3 separate regions of the Mus musculus genome follow, and all the other regions are linked to region 3. A link is a contact called in public HiChIP or PLAC-seq and Micro-C data. All regions are on one chromosome and are shown on one strand. Each heading gives the region's core, a stretch centred on a gene start, on an enhancer-like site or on the middle of the called end of the contact. The rest is flanking DNA. Distances are from core to core; before and after follow the strand shown.

Region 1 (3,386 bases), core at 794-3,293, 590 kb after region 3:
TAGGCTAGCTCTATCCTTGTATCCCCAGGGGTTGCCACTCTCAACTAAGTATCCTAAGGCCATAATATCTGATTAGCGCCCAGTGGATTTCAGCACAACAAAAGTGGAGCATGACCTTGGCAAATATTTATTGACTAGATCATGCAGATTTAAGAAAACACCCCCTAGCAATCTTCCGCCAAGTGATGGGCATATATTCTGTCATCTTTGTTTTAGGTGGTGATGCCTGGCTCTAAAACGTCTCCTTTCACGCGAGTGGAAAGGAGTAATGTCAAGGGAACGGTGCCTGCCCTTGCAGTGACCCCTCTGTCTGACCTTTCCTTCTGCCTCTGTCCTGATTGATGGTTTTCCATTTTAAGGCCAGCCCCAGAGGAACTTGCTGATGGTCACGGCTATATATACTCCCTGTTCTTCATTACACAGGGAGGTAGTGATTCCAGATAACTGTGTGCTGGGAGGGTCAGCCTCTAGCACAGCATCCATTGTGCTGTCTTTGAGCCTTAGCTGCCTCACTTTGAACCTCATTTGAGGAGTGTATTGTCACCTGTGTTATGAAAGCAAAGATCTTGCCTTACTTAGCCTTTTCTTAAAAGAGTGTTTTGTCTGCTTTGTATCTGGTGAATTTTCCCCTTAGCTATCAAAGTGGCGTCGCTGTTGTTAGAATTTGGGGTCAGAAGGGAAGGTGTTGGTGATGCAGTTATGTAAACCCGAATCCACAGAGGAGTGGGGTGACTGCCATGTGCTGTCTACAACTGAATACTGGGAAGTGGTTCTGTATTCTTAGTTCCCTGGGCCTTCAGGGATCCTGGGACACTGTGGGGGAAGTGTCTAGTTTAATGTGGACCACTGACCCTGCATATAGGGCTTCTTATCCATGATCTACACACAGGGAATAGATGGTGGGAAGAGAGATGTCTGGGTTGTCTGAAACCCCACCTATTGGGAATGCAGAGGGCAAATGTCTGCTCCCAGATCTTAACCAACCAGGATAAGACCCATTGCCTGGCTTGCCGAGACTCAAAGCCAGGTTGGGCGTTGGCTGGGAAGCCTTTCTGGATCTTTGTAATGCTGATATGTGTAACCATTGTCTGATTGCCCAGGAGTTGTCCCTTTTTCGCTCTTTCTGGGCTGGAATGTGGTGCATTGTGCCTCCTGGTGGCAAGAAGCAGCAACCATCGTGGATGTCTGAAATCTTTCTTTCAAAAAAAATTTTTTTAATCCCCTTTTTATGTCGCTTGTCTCTGTCTACTCTTTTTCCCGCACCGATCTCCCCGCTCCAGTTCCCTAAGTAGTCATGAACAAGGCCTTCAAGTCTGACGAGAAGAGCAATAATATAACCTTTTATTTTGGGGTGGGGAGAGGTGGTTCGCTCCAACAGGCCAGTTGGACCTATCCTAACTGAAGATCCAGCTCATTTATTACTTGTGTCTTTGTAGAGAAACAATCTCAAGATTAACAGAAAAGAAATATTGGGCTGCCTGGATTTTTAATGCAGCTGTTTTATTTGCTATACGCTTGTAACAGGAGGAGAGTGTTGGTGAAGTTTCAACCCAATGTTTAGCTCATTTCTACCACGAAAAGTAGAGAGACCCAAAGGTCAGATATTTCTGCTTTTTAGAAAGTTGTCTCGGTTAAATGCTAAAGATAGTTCGCTTTGTGACAACCCTTTGCAAAAGGCCTGGGATCGCAGAGAGTTGTGGGTCTTTACGCTGACCGGAGTGTAGGAAACGGTTGGCAACATACTATGGGCTTTAAAAAGGAAATGCCGCTTTGCACCTCATCCACCTTTAAAAATGGCGTTAAAAATCGGAGAATTTAATATCTGTGCAGTTATTGCCTTTACATAATTTTAAAAGTTTGAGATGCAGGAGTCGGTGCCAGGGATGAAGTCACCGCTTGGATCAAATATTGATGCTCGGGGTCTGGCTCACCCCAGAGACTTAAAACTTTCTCCTGGGTCGCGACAGACCAGGCACAGAGACCAGCCCTGTAAAATGGGGCACGTGACTTCCCCGGGTGGTGCAGCCAAGTCCGGACAGAGGTGTGGGCTGGCTGGCTGTGGGCGGGGCCTACGGCGTGGGCGGGGCCGTCCTATAATTAGCCAGAGAAGCGCTTCTCCAGTGCGCATTGCTGCACCTCCAGGGCTGGAGAGCTTCCTTGATGCTCTGAGGACTGCATTCCTTTTCATCTCACTGGTTAGCCGGGAGTAGACAGAGGAGAAGGAGACTTCCTGCCGTAAGAGGCCGAAAACTGTAACTAAATATGCTGGGGACTATTACCATCACAGGTAAGACTGGTGACTCTTCTTCCTGCTGATGTGACTCTGGAAGAAGAGTCTCAAGAGGTGAGCCGTGTGGCTGGAATTTTATTAGCTTTCAATTATCTCTCCCTACACTTTCACCGGTGTAGGGAGAGATAATTGAATATGGAGAGCATTCCATAGCCCCTCGGAAACCAATGAACCGCACATTTTATTTTTATTTAAACCAAAATCTTCCTGGAAGCGCTCACGGGACAATGCATCTGGTTGGGAGCCTTATCCGGTCCCCTTAGAGAAGTGGGGGCTGTGCTGTTGAGAGAAGCCACAGCAGCTAGCGAGTTGAATCAGCATCAGATTCACTGTGGATAACCTGCCCTAGTCTAATTTTAAAAGTTCCTATGTCTGAGAAATTGTAAGCGTTCAGTGCTTCCTAGAGCTCATTAAATAAGAACGTTGAGTGAAGTCGTGTATCAGGCTAATATTTTAGTTTAGTTCTGTCATACGTGGTTAGTATTAGCCATAATACTAATACATAATACATAGTTACTAAACCTAAGGGAAGAAATGCCATTTAAGTATTAGTAAAAAAAAAAAAAAAAAAAAAAAAAAAGGTAGTGAAAATAATTATTTTTCCCATGCTTGTTTTCTAGGACTCTACTTGTGTGAGTTGTAATGTTATGCCAACTTCTAGAAGTGGGCAGTCTACGCCAGGCGTTCAGAATGCATTTGCAAATCCACTAACTTGGCGTTTGATAGATAGTCTGAGACTGGCTATATAGGAGAGTGCGTGTTTACGCTCACTTTCCCGTTTACGCTCTTAGAAAATTAAACTCCACTTGCTAACTTACATTTACAAAAGTGGCTCCGATTTAAATATTTAAGATGAATGCTGCCAAATCTGTTGTCTCAAAGTGGGGCGTAGACTTTCCAGGGCTTCCATATTTTTTCTCTGTGTGACTCTTCCCCCCAAAGCCGTGTCTCCCTGTGGAATTTTAAATGACTTCAAAAGTTTAGCAGAGCTAAAAATATCTCTCACTTCCTATAGTTTAGCTTGTTTATGCCGAGGGCTCTTTCATAGTCTGTCCCATCTGTCATGTCTCTAGTCTTTCTACTGCTGGCCAGGGTG
Region 2 (3,164 bases), core at 510-3,009, 630 kb after region 3:
AAAAATGACAGTTTTTAAAAACACAAGTAACATTCAGTCTAGTAACACAGTTTCCTGTTCCTTTTTGATGGACGCTAACACAGGGTGGTCAGGTTCAGTTACTTCTGAGTCCCCACTGCCAAGCAGGACTGACCGCCCCTCGTCCAGGGCGAACACGTCTGAGTTCTGGTTCTGGCAGGAGTGTTTGACCACCTCATTGGGTGTGGAGAACGTCTTGTCACACAGGTTGCACTTGTAGGGCTTGTTGGCCTGCACCAGCATATTGTCCATCTGGCTGCCTTCCTCGAACGTGCAGAGCTCCAGTGTCTGCTTGTCCACCATGGTGTAGGTGTCAATGCTCTGGTTGAGGCACACGTGGCGTGCGGCCTGGTTGGCCCTACAGAAGCTCTTGTCACAGGTGCTGCACTTGAAGGGTTTGCCCGTGTGAATGTACATGTGCTCACGCCAGTGGCTTTTCTGGATGAACTTGCGGCCGCAGATCGTGCACTCATACTTGCGCCTCTTCACTTCCCTCTCTTGGTCTGCCTGCTCCAAGTTGTCGATGTCTGCAATGTCTGAGGGCGGTGGGGTCTCCGACTGTTGCTGCCCATCGATGATGGGGGAGTCGGAGATGTGCTGCAGCTCGCTGTCGCTGATCATCCCCGCCTCCGGTACTTCCAGAGCATCCTTGCCCAGGTCGGCCGCATTGCTGCAGAGAGACAGGGGCCCACGGCCTTCCCCTGGCGGGCCCGCAGTGAAGGGTACCCCGGTGTGGATCTGCAGGTGCTCCCGCAGGCTGCTGCGCAGCGTGAAGCGACGGCCGCACAGGTGGCAGGCATAGTACTTGGGGAAGCTTCCATTCCTCTTCATGATGCTTGGCTTCACGTGGGCGATCGTAAGGGATGATGGCTGCTCGTCAGAGGAAGAGGCCTCTAGGTTGGTCTCCTCCCCAGGAGGAGGGGGAGGCACAGGTGTGGAGACAAGTTCAGGTGACAGCGAGGTCTGCAGGGGGTCTTCGGGAGTTATATTTGTCCGATTCACCTGGGCTAGGTTTGAAGTCAGCTGGGACAGCTGCGAGGTCTCTGGTACAGGCTCCTGGTTCATCCTGGATGCCTGTGGCCTAGGCTCCCGTCCAAGTTTCTCAGGCCCTAAATTCATCTTGGTGGCTTGTCTCAGCTGATGGTCTGCAATCTGAATGCCGTACAAGGATGAGGCCAGAGGGAAGACTTGCTCGGGATGGGAAAAGCTGCCTTGGCTGGCAAGGCTGGCTTCCTGGATGAGGGGGTATGCGTGCAGGAATTTGATCCCTTGCTCTAGCCTCACAGGGTCGATGAGCTGTGGGGCCATCTTCCCTGTGTACATCAGGTGGAGCAGATAGCTGAATATGTCAGGCTGTATGTCAGTGGGCTTCAGGCGGACGCATTCACTGAAAGAAAGTAGAGACCCGTGAGGAAACAGCAGCCTCTGACTCAACTGAAGCCTGAAGAACAGCTCAGACACTCGAAACCAAATGACCACGCTGACTGAGCGTAGTCACAGACCCAGTTCAGAGCTCAGCAGAACAAGGAAGGTAAGGAAAAGACCTGCTGTGATTGGAAAGCCTTTAAAGCTGTGAAGTGACATGGGAGGGGTTGGTAGCACAACAGTGCAGATGAGCAGGACCTCTCTGAGTTATGAGACCTTCCCACCACCTTTCCAGGGCTGCAAGGTGGCACTGGAAAGCACCTTGAGGGAGGCCTCGCCAAGCGTCCTGCCGTGGGCTTTGCGGCCTTTCCAGTAACCACCGTAATGCTTCCTTTACAGGCGGTAGGGCTCACGGTGCACTTCCGGGTTGGGGAGTGGTGGGGCTAGGCCTGCTTAATTCCAAAGCCACACGGAGGCCCCCCAGAGCAGCTGTGGGGCACATGCTGTGTCTGAGCAGCCTCCTCTGGTAAGCAGTAAAGCACCTGCAGGCGTGGTGGCTCAGCCAGCTGTCTATCTTTTAGACTAAGGTCACTTCAGAAGCAGCGTCCCCTATAGGATGCTTCAGAGCTGAGAGTGAAGGAAGAAGTGGGGCCCCTCCTCAGACCATCACTACTGAGAGAACTTCTCACATCTCCAGAGGCCAAGGAGATACATCTCTCTGAAGAGGAGGCGGCATACAAGATCACCCACCAAGTACATATGTTCTAAGCATTCTGGAAACAGTTCCCTTGAATGTCCTTAGAATTTATAATAATTTTCATTATATAACTTCTTGTCATTAAAGTATTTTTGGCAGGTTTAGCAATTATGTTCACTGTTTAAATCAATTGTCTCTCACCATGCTAAAATATTAATGGCCTACCTCATCTTCTAAATTTAACATTTTATTTTACTAAAATAAAAATAGATGAGCTAGGCATGATATATAATCTCAGCACACAGAGGGATGAGGCAGGAGGATTGTCTGAACTTCAAGGCCAGCCTAGCTACAGTGCAAGACAAAGGAAAAGAAAAAAGAAAAACAGAGAAAAGGCTAATGTGATGTCAAGATCAACTTCTAGGCTTCTGGTGGGACAGCTCTATCACTGGCTGGGCAGCACAGTGTGTATTCTGTGAAGACTTAAGACTCCACACGCTTAACTACAAAACGTCAGAGTCAAGCATAAAACCCAGCACCCAGGTATGGGAAATGCAAGCCTAATGCGGTTTCTTAAAAAAAAAAAAGACAAAGATTGTTAGTTCCTATCTTTACTTCGCCTTTTCTCTCTCACGCTGACTGAGGCAAGGTTTCCAGGTATGGATCTGGCTGGCCTGGAACTCACAGAGACACACCTCCTGCTTCCCAGTACTGGAACTAAAATGCGAGGTGCCACTGGCATCATCAGGCAGAGGCCCAGGAACTCAGAGACCAAGGCCAGAGATGCGCATTTCTCCAGGAGTCAGATGTGGTCCTCAAGGGAAGGGAAGTCCAGCCGGGGCTCTCTTCCAGTGTTCCCGGTCCTGCCCAGCTGAGCTCCTGTATCCCGGTCCTATCCAGCTGAGCCCCTTTCTGCAGGCTTTGCAGTTGCTCACTGTGGTCAGATGGCCCAGTCTGTTGATTGCTTGGAAGTTGTTACTGACAGTAAGCCTCTACAACTTAAACAAGTGTTTATAGTTCTTAATGATGCAAGGACAGACCTGGGAAGCCATCACTACATACACTGCAGTAAGTGCTGGGCTCC
Region 3 (3,490 bases), core at 133-2,632:
GAGGGTCACTCCTGGCCTGGTGGTCCTGGGTGCTGTAAGAAAGCAGATTGAGCAAGCTAGTAAGCAGTCCTCCATGGCCTCTGCATTAGCAGGTGACTCCAGGTTTCTGCCCCGCTTGAGTTCCTGCCTTGACTTCCTCCAATGTTGAATAGTGATGTGGACGTGAAAGCCAAGGGTTTCCCTGCCCTCTTGGCTTTTAGTTATGGTGTTTCATCACAGCAGTAGTAACTATATGTTGGACAAAAGAATGACTTGCATACCAGGGGGAAGCAGGCAGGACGGCCAGAGTTCATTATGCTACTCAGAATGTGGACACATTGAAAGGTGAATTGTTTGTTTATTAAAAAAGCAAAACAAGCAAAAAACAAAAAACCCTCTCACCCAGTACCATAAAACTTTATAATATGTGGTGTACTACAGGGAGATGAAGTTCTTAGAATCAAGCAGAGTGCGTGGCTGTGTCTTACTACGCCTGGTGAAACACAGGCATATCTGACACACCTGTTTGAAAGGTGCCAAGTGCTACCAAGAATGTCACCAAAAAGGCACCTGTGATAGAGGTCCTATTTTTTATTGTCCTACCTTATGGGTGCCTTTAAACATCTGGCTGTCGCAAAGGTCTCTGCCTCCTTTTCCACTTTTGCTTTCTCTAATCAAAGGTCATCCAGTATGTTCACTGGGGTGGTGGGGGTGCTGATGCCTGAACCCAGTAAGCACCCTTCTCCCATTTCCTAGTGTTGTGACATCATAAGCTACAGTGTGAAATTCGAGTTTGGATGCAAAGAAACGGTGTTGGATCCGATTTCAGAACACTCTGGGAAGTGGCCATGTCCAAGGCTTAGCTGTACCCCAACAGCCCAGAGAAGAGAAGAAAAAAGAAAGCGATGTGGCTGTTAACACAGTAGCAGGGAGTTTTTTTTTTTTTTTAAAGAAGAGAGAAGAGAGAAAAGAAAAACAAAAAGAAAAAGAGGGAAAGGAAAACGGAAAGAGAAGAAAAGGAGAAAAGAGAAGAAAAGGAAAGAGAAGAGAAGAGAAGAGAAGAGAAGAGAAGAGAAGAGAAAAAAGAAGAGAAGAGAAGAGAAGAGAAGAGAAGAGAAGAGAAGAGAAAAGAAAAGAAAAGAAAAGAAAAGAAAAGAAAAGAAAAGAAAAGAAAAAAGAAAAGAGACAAAAACTTTCCCCCCAGAGGCTGTAATTTGACTGCTGTCTTTGGCAAAGCTCCAGAGAGCAAGCTTAATCTCTTTCTGAGCTGCCTCCTCCTCTCTGCCTCTTTCCTCCCGCAGGGCCCCGTGGAGGCGGGCGGGGACCGCAACCCGCTGCAGCGGACCGAGGAGCGGGGCGGGGCGGGACACGCCGGGAGCAGAGTGGGAAAGAGGAAGTGGAGCCAGGCGAGCTGCAGGGCTCGGGGCCGCCGGAGCCGGCGCTGGAGCGCAGCGCACCGCGGAGCCAGCGCTCGGGAGCCGCCCCTCTCCCGTAAGCTCCGCCGAGACTATTCCAGGGACCAGACAAGGGAAGCCGGGGACCTCGGCCACGCGCCCCGAATCTGCAGGTGGGAAGAGCGGGATCGCAGTGCCTGGCCCTGGGCGGGGGGGGGGGGGGGGGGGGGGGGGGGGGGCGGGGCGGGGGGTGTCTCTGAGCGCTGCTCCTGGGAGGGGACTGATGGGGTCGTTGGCAGTCGACTGATGGGGTCGACTCAGGCAGGACCTGCTAGCCCGGCGCTCCCGCCCCTTGCTGCAGCCACCCGGGTTGCAGTTTGCAGCTCCGCGAAGTTTGCTCAAGCGCGCCGTGTGCCACCCGCGCCCCCAAGTCAAGCGGAACTATCCCCAAATAGGACAGTCTGGACAACACCCCAACAGCGGTGCGGGCGCGATGGCGGGGAGTGCTGTGTGCTCCAGCTAGGAGCAGTCCTGCGTGGGGCAGAAACTCGCGTGGGCGCCCCCAAATCAGCAAGTCAGCGCTTTATAGGAGTGACCCGGGAGTCTAGAAGCTGTGCCCCATCCGTCACCCGGACACACGGTAATACCTAGCTGGCTACGACTGTGTGGACTGTTGGCCAGAGGAAAAGGTTGTTGGGGGGCGGGCAGCAGGCCCCGGGGTGACTGCTAGAGCAGACCCCCTCTTTGTGTCCCCCATGGAGTCTCAGAGCTCTACAGTCCAGGACGCCCAGTGAGGAGAGGGTGGTTGGCTTCCTCAGTTTCACAATGTTCCTGAGAAACAATGATGTAGCTGATTGCTTGGATGTGTTGTATGAAGTTGGTATGTGTAAAGCTGACTGTGTGTGCAACCCTGGAATTTCATTAAGCTCTGGCGGCTCTTGGCGCTCTCTTTGTACCACCTTCAGGTGGCCAGAGCTTACTGCACCTATTTTGACAGCGATTTTATCTTCTCAGGAAACCCAGTCACCTCGGGAGGGTTGTTTTGGGGATTAGGGGCACTCTGGATACAAACTGAATACACATTGGATACAAAACCAGTAGGATGCCTTAAGTCTGGGTCAGATTTAACGTTTAATTGAATTCCAGGCTTAGATTGCGTTAAAACCTGTGGTCAGCCTGTTTGAATTCTCAGTTTCTGGAGTTCGCATACTTTCAAAGAATAGATGAGTTTTGGTTTTTGTTGTTGTTGTTAAACTGATGTTTTTTTTGTTTTTTTTTTTTGTTTTGTTTTGTTTTTAAAGTGTATCCAAGTCTATCGTGTCAGAGATCTAAAACCTCTCAACTTTAGCCTTACACTGTGTGGGACGTGAGGAAAAGCAATCCTGGTAGCTTGTACTTCCTCACTGTTAAAGCAGTGTATATGAACCACATAGTTTTAATTGGTTTTACCCCTTTCAGTCCAGGGTATTTATTTATTCTACAGTAGTTAACACTTCTATACAAAAGTGATGGGCTAGTGTTTGACCCTTTAACATCTTTGAGTCTGGCTTCCTGATTCCTGACTTAGCTTTTTGTCTCTTGGAATTGCACCCCGTCTAAGCCGTTAAAACCGACCAGGAAGAAACTTTCTTTTCCAGAGTTCACTGACCTCCCTGGCTTCCTCCGCAAGTGGGACCCCACCAGTAATCCTTGTGTGACCTTCCTTCCATTTCCCTTGCATGACAGATTCCCCCCAAAGCCTTTTGCAAAGGGATAAAACAGAGAGAGAACGGGAACAGCTGTTTGGTAGTCAAACTGGTGCCCAAATCTGCCTTTCTTTGATAAAATTTGTCTGCGCCTGTCCTTCCCCTGTGATTCCACTTTCCTCAATGCCTTTAGTATAGATGATTGTTAATATATATTAATATATTCTATATAACATAAATACTATAGTATATAAAATATAAATCTATACTATAATGTAAATATAATATAAAATACATGTAAATATATTGGTATATTGTATAAATATATTAAATACAAAAATATGTTATAATATATAATAACAAAATATGTGTAATATATTATATAATATATACATATATTCATTTATACATATATACCTTTTAAACTTTCCA

What was found. A called contact is a pair of places that touch in the nucleus more often than the background predicts. HiChIP or PLAC-seq counts read pairs in DNA pulled down with a chosen protein or histone mark.
Region 1: a contact with region 3 is called in a Micro-C map of embryonic stem cells, with 5 times the contacts expected there. The contact joins the enhancer-like site here to the promoter of Plekhg1 in region 3. A contact is called at or near these places in 2 of 39 promoter capture datasets (both in liver), 1 of 484 Hi-C or Micro-C datasets (embryonic stem cells) and 1 of 115 datasets of contacts at active chromatin or transcription factors (astrocytes).
Region 2: a contact with region 3 is called in a Foxp3 HiChIP or PLAC-seq map of regulatory T cells, with 74 times the contacts expected there. The contact joins the enhancer-like site here to the promoter of Plekhg1 in region 3. A contact is called at or near these places in 2 of 39 promoter capture datasets (both in liver), 1 of 115 datasets of contacts at active chromatin or transcription factors (regulatory T cells) and 1 of 9 other capture datasets (embryonic stem cells).

The regions. Positions count from the first base shown.
Region 1 is chr10:4,332,423-4,335,808 of GRCm38.p6, forward strand. All of the region lies in intron 2 of Akap12 (A kinase (PRKA) anchor protein (gravin) 12), which reads left to right. Among named protein-coding and RNA genes, the nearest start is that of Gm40592, 23 kb to the left of the region's middle. Within about 2 kb of position 2,044, at least 264 of the 459 cell types and tissues checked have an H3K27ac peak or open chromatin away from gene starts, as enhancers often do. A contact at or near this core is called in astrocytes, embryonic stem cells and liver, where this site is marked.
Region 2 is chr10:4,368,447-4,371,610 of GRCm38.p6, forward strand. It overlaps Zbtb2 (zinc finger and BTB domain containing 2), which reads right to left. Exons shown (of 3, transcript NM_001033466.3): 3 at 1-1,405. The coding sequence ends at 34. Among named protein-coding and RNA genes, the nearest start is that of Zbtb2, 18 kb to the right of the region's middle. Within about 2 kb of position 1,760, at least 7 of the 459 cell types and tissues checked have an H3K27ac peak or open chromatin away from gene starts, as enhancers often do. A contact at or near this core is called in regulatory T cells, where this site is marked.
Region 3 is chr10:3,738,995-3,742,484 of GRCm38.p6, forward strand. Plekhg1 (pleckstrin homology domain containing, family G (with RhoGef domain) member 1) reads left to right here and starts at 1,383. Exons shown (of 17, transcript NM_001159942.1): 1 at 1,383-1,546. All of the region lies in intron 1 of Gm30164 (a long non-coding RNA gene), which reads right to left.